2 separate regions of the Macaca fascicularis genome follow, and region 1 is linked to region 2. The links are chromatin contacts, called in public Hi-C maps. All regions are on one chromosome and are shown on one strand. The core of a region is the stretch at or near the end of the contact, and the rest is flanking DNA. Distances in the headings are between cores, read along the strand shown. Region 1 overlaps AFF1 (ALF transcription elongation factor 1). Region 2 holds the start of AFF1 (ALF transcription elongation factor 1).

The links. A called contact is a pair of places that touch in the nucleus more often than the background predicts.
Region 1: a Hi-C map of skeletal muscle shows a contact between it and region 2, with 4 times the contacts expected there. The contact joins the enhancer-like site here to the promoter of AFF1 in region 2. A contact is called at or near these places in 2 of 2 Hi-C or Micro-C datasets (liver and skeletal muscle).

Annotation. Positions count from the first base shown.
Region 1 is chr5:92,664,899-92,667,598 of T2T-MFA8v1.1, reverse strand. All of the region lies in intron 12 of AFF1 (ALF transcription elongation factor 1), which reads right to left. Among named protein-coding and RNA genes, the nearest start is that of KLHL8, 120 kb to the left of the region's middle. Within about 2 kb of position 1,283, at least 3 of the 6 cell types and tissues checked have an H3K27ac peak or open chromatin away from gene starts, as enhancers often do. A contact at or near this core is called in liver, where this site is marked.
Region 2 is chr5:92,478,129-92,480,828 of T2T-MFA8v1.1, reverse strand. It overlaps AFF1 (ALF transcription elongation factor 1), which reads right to left and starts at 1,255. Exons shown (of 21, transcript XM_074040095.1): 1 at 1,063-1,255.

The DNA of each region.
Region 1 (2,700 bases), core at 34-2,533, 190 kb before region 2:
GAATGAGAGCTGATTTTTGTTCGTATAGTTTCATTTTGCTTAGGACATGCTGGTTGTAACTATAGGCCAATCTGGCAGACCTTATAAACCACATATGAAGATACAAGTCAGGGCAAATCAATCCTCACAGACTGGTTATAGCTCTGGCTGTGCCAATCGGTGACTCAAGTAGACAGCCAACAAGAGAGAAACCAGCGAGCACTAACTTCAGCGCCAGCATCTAACAACTGCATTGGCACTTACTGGAATAATATGCTTTATATTGATATTTAGCAACCTAGAAGCAGATACTATTCTATAAGCTGGTAGAAAGCAAGCCATCAAACTTTAAAGCAAAAATCCCCTTCTGTTGATTTTGCTTAACTGTTGAAATCAAGCCAGCGGGCATGAGGTTAGTATTTTTTTGTACACTATGCACTTGGAACTTTGTCATCTTCTCTCTGGAACAGTCACAGAGGCTTCCCCAGAGTAGGCACTCGGTATTTGTCAGTGGCACAGAAATTCAGCTTAATAGCTCAGGGACACAGCTGAGGTCACTGGATGCAGGACTGCACTACAACTTTAAGTGGATGGATGTAGGAAAGGGTCATTAACCTGGGAGCCATGCAATACTGGGTGAGCGGAAATGCAGACCAAAATTCCAAGAAAAGACCTGCCAAAAAACAGGAGGCACGGTGTTCTTTAGATTTTTCTGGGTCAAGAAGCCATTCAGATGAGAGTGATACTCTCTCTTCAGGAGGAAAAAGAAGTCCCTTTGCCCTGTGGTTTATCCCCCAGGTCACCCCCACTTCAGGGAATCTGGCTTAAGGTATGGGTTTCAGAAATTCTTTTTCTACTAGGTTAAGTGTCTCAAGGACGGTGCCTCACCTTCCACAAAGGGAGGCTGCCGGCTGACAAATTGGTCCTCACAGACTTGTTTGCTTTTCTTAACCTGTTGGGTCAGGCAGCCCTGATCGTCTGCCAGATGCTGCTCCACCCACAGTGGAGCACAGGGCAAGAGTGAAGGCCATAAAAGGAAGACATGGGCTTGCAAGGGGCCGAGTCAGTTTCCGTCAGGGAAAGCCTTTCGGCGGGCTGCGCTGCCCTGCAGCTGGCTCACCCAGCAGACACTTGGAGGAAGCAGGGAAAAGGTGGCTTCTTCCAGAACTGACACTTATTTGGGGCAACAGAGATTCCAGCAGATGGAAAGATGTAGTTAACCAGGAGCTTGGCTGTGGAGGAAGATGGGGGCATCTGCAGGAGGAGCTAAAGTGGAGTAGGAATGTGTGTGGTACTGAGTGGCAACGGTGGGGGCTGTGGAGGAACCAAGCCAGGGCTGACGTGGTAGCCGCCTTATTCACCGGCGTCAGAGCCAGTACGCCGACCTTGTGCGCCTCTTAAGAATCCTCCCGACAGACACTTGTACGCAGAAACACGTGTGAAAAAGAGGAAAGATCACCGCACTGGGAGGAGACAGCATGCCTGAGCTGCAGATCTATTTTTACTCAGCAGCCAAGCCATGTTAGTGCCTTTCTGGATCTCATCTATAAAAGGTGGCAGCTGATCAAGGGACCACTAAGGTTCTTTCCACACTTAAATTCTAAGGCTCTATTATCTTCTTCTAAAGGGAAGCAAATGAGCTTGGTAGCACATGGAACACAGAAAACTGGAGACGCAGTCTTTGGGGAAATTCAGGGACTTCCCTGTGATTCCCCTCGGAAGGAGATTCAATACAAAAAAGACACAAGGGACATCAATTTAAGTTTGCACCAAGATCAGGCCCAGGGACTTGCTGTGCAAACAGGTTGTGTTCACTGGGATGAGTGCTACAGAAAAGGGAAATTCATCCACTTTTCTCTTTGGTGAGGGAACGGTTGATTCAGAACAGCCTAAGCTATCACATGCATATGGCTGTGGTGCTCTCCTCAGGGTAACTAACAGGCATGGAGAAATTTAGATGTAAGTGGCCTTAGTCAAGCAGAAGGGATGAGCTTTCATTTTGAAAGATAACCAGGGGTGCTGATCTGGAGCAATAAACCAAGAAAAGACAGTCGGATCTTGGATGCAAGGGAAGGACTGAACCAATCATTCCCTGCAATAAAGCTGCATTTTCCTCTTACACATCATAACTTCCCTTCCTCACTCCTCAAAACACATACACGATAGCACTGGAATGTCTTTCCCAAAAAAGTTAAAGCGTCTTGGTTGGCAAAGCAATTATTTAGAAAAAGGAAAAGAAAGACTTGAATGAATGCACCTCCTTATTCAGTTATTCATCTAAATGATAATTAAGACAGACTATCCTTCATTTGAAAGGAATCTATAAGATGACTGAATGAAGTGAGGAATTATCTCCATGAGCTCCTAGAACAATGCAAGGCTCACACATGTAGCTCTATGCACGTTACGTGTTTATTTTACTTTTTTTAGAGACAGGGTCTTACTCTGTTGCCCATACTGGAGTGCAGTGACTCAATTACAGCTCACTGCAACCTTTAACTCCTGGACTCAAGTGATCCTCCCACCACAGCTTCCCGAGTAGCTGGGACCTCAGGCACGCACCATTGCGCCTGGCTAATTAAAAAAAAAAAAAAAAAATTTCCCCCAGAGACGGGGTCTCACAGAGTTGCCCAGGCTGGTCTTGAACTCCTGGGCTCAAGCAATCCACCCGCCTCAGCCTCTCAAAGGGCTGGGATTACAAATGTGAGCCACTGTGCCCAG
Region 2 (2,700 bases), core at 6-2,505:
CACTGGAGGTTTTAAATCAGTCTGGTTTCCCCGTAAGTCACACCCCACAACGTGCACGAAGCGGGGGTTAAAATTATCTCCGCTCCACCCTTAAATAAAACAAATCACTTGGCTGCAAGGCCTTTCCCCCAACAGAGACTGGTTCACAGGAGATTCGGACACATCTCCACCTCCAAAGCCAAGTGCCTTCCCGGGATGATTTGCATAACAATATGCGGGTCCTGGTGGTGGAGAAGCTCCGGGAAAACTATCAGGACGGTATCGAACCGCCCGCAGGCCCGTCGCAGCTCCATTAATGTAACTACCATCACACTAAGGTAACGTGTGATTCACACTCTCCACCTTCTCTCCCCTCTCATTCCCCGGCTCCGGCGCTCGCACCGTCGGAGGGTGGGGGTGCGACGGTCACAGAGGATGGGACACCCGAAGGAAAAAAGCATTATCAGGAGAAATTAGCCAGTCCCACACTCTGAAGACGCCTCTCCCTCTGTCCCAGAAGTCAGTCTCAGAATGTGGCTCCAACTCCTCCCCGGAGACTACGGACCACCGACACACGTCTCCCTCCTGCTCTGAGTGAGACGCGACGGGAGGCCCTCATCTCTCTCCACGACAGGCACAGGGGAGGGTCCCGGGGTGCAGGAGAGAAGAATCCCGCTTTTCCCCGCCCCTCCCCCCTAGAAACTTCTGGGACTCATTACGCAACTCAGGGAGCAGGTCCCAGCAACGGGACAGCTCTCCACAAAACGCGGGGTGCAGAGGCAAACGTCCGATTTGGGGGCTGGGGGTGAGGAAGGAGCATGAGTATCTTCCCGTGTCCCCGTCCCGTTTTTCTACGCGCTACCTGCCGCGGGATCGCAAGTAGGGCAGTGAGAGCTCTGCGCCCTCGCCCGTTCTCCCCGAAGGCTCCCTCCGGAAAAGTGGGAACGCCAGCGACTTGAGTCAGCTTGCTGGGAAGCCGGCAGAGAGGCGGGGAGAGCCTAGGCTTCCGAGAAGTCCGCGGCGGCGGCGTCGGGGGCCAGGCGGACCGACCCCCAGTCCTGGGGGGCGCAGGGCTGCGCTCACCTTCCAGACCCTTCCGTCCTCTAGTCCCGGGTCGGGCGCCCTCGTCACCTCCGCCCTCCCCTGACCTGTTGCGGTGGGAAGGGGCGCGAGTGCAGACAACGCAAAGGAGCGCGTCCTGCCGGGGCTCGGCTGCGGAACCGCGAAGGAAAGGGTGCAGCTGCGGCCGCAACGCGCGCAGGCGGCGGCCGAGTGCGCAGGGGCCGCGCGCGCCCGTCGCTCGCTAGCAAGCTGGGAAGCTCCGCGCGCCGGCCGCCCGGGCGCCCCGAGGCCACGCCCTCCGCGCGAGGCCCCGCCCCTCACCCCGCCCCCACCTTCTCCCGAGCCGCGGTACCGGGTTCCGCCCCGACCCGCGCCCTCTAGCTGGCGCCACCCAAGCGGCAAGGGACGTCGCGGCCCTCCCGGGATTGGTGGGAGGATCGTGGGGGAGCGGCAGCTCAGGACGGAATACGGCAGTGACCGCCCCGGTCGCGAGGGTGACCCTGCCCCGGGTTGCTGTGGGGGCGCAAGAACCCTTTCACTTTACGGCGAGATTAAGCTCAGGGTCAAGTTCTGAGCAAAAAGTGTCAAGGAGCCTTTTTGCAGCCTCCTGTACTATTGAAACAGATTCTGTGCCCTTTAAAGGAGATAATAACTAACATCTGGGGAGGGCTTTACAATTTAGAAAAGGCCTTTCACACACAGGCCTGTTTTATCTTCACAACAATCTTACAAAACAGATATATTGTTCCCATTTCCCAAATAATGAAACCGAAGCGCTGAAAAGTAAGTATTGTGCTCAGTGTCACAAGCTACTAAGTGGCATGGGAAACCAGGTCTCCTGAATCTAGCCTCCGGGTTTCTGCCCTCCACCAGCCCAACCTCAGAAAATTCTAATAGGTTCAGGGGGCTTATGGCAAATAGACCGTTGGGAAGAAGGGGAAACTTCAGGTCTAGTTAAGTCGCTGCCTGATTCCTGTTCCTGTTGTGAACATACCAAGGAAAGCAACAGGCTGTCTTCATTGTGTGGTTGCACCTTCCTTCCTGAAAGGGACGCAGAAAGATTACATCAAATGGCCCAGATGAGATTTCACCTCCAATATTTTATAGTTTAAAATGGGTGAAATTATTTGGATGAAGAAAACCACCTTACTTAAATTCAGTATGATGTGTAATGTAAATTGGTATAATGTATGAAAATAAGCCCCTCCCTGCCTTCTGTTCTTTCCTTTTTAATTTTGTCTCTACTGCTCTGCTCCTCAACTCTTTTATTGTCCACATAATTGAAAACCTAATTGATGGATATTTGCAATTCCAAATTAAACCTTTGGCTAGTTGACTTAATTTTCCGTGGATTGTTTTCCAAAATATAACTCTTCACCCTACTCCATATCCTCCTATCGGGAGATTGGTTTACCTAGACAGATAAAATAATTAAGGTGTCCCTGATGAAACCTGGTGGTGTATCTATCTAGGATGAAAGTTTTGGTCATCCCTGAGCAGGATGGGACAGGAGTCACCTCTTACAAAGTGTTTGTGCGCCTTTTAAAGGTTTCTAACAGAGACTGATCTCTATTCTAATCAATAACAAATATTTTAACGTTTTTGCTATATAATGAATACATTTCATTGTGAAACATGTATAAGCATGGTAATATATTA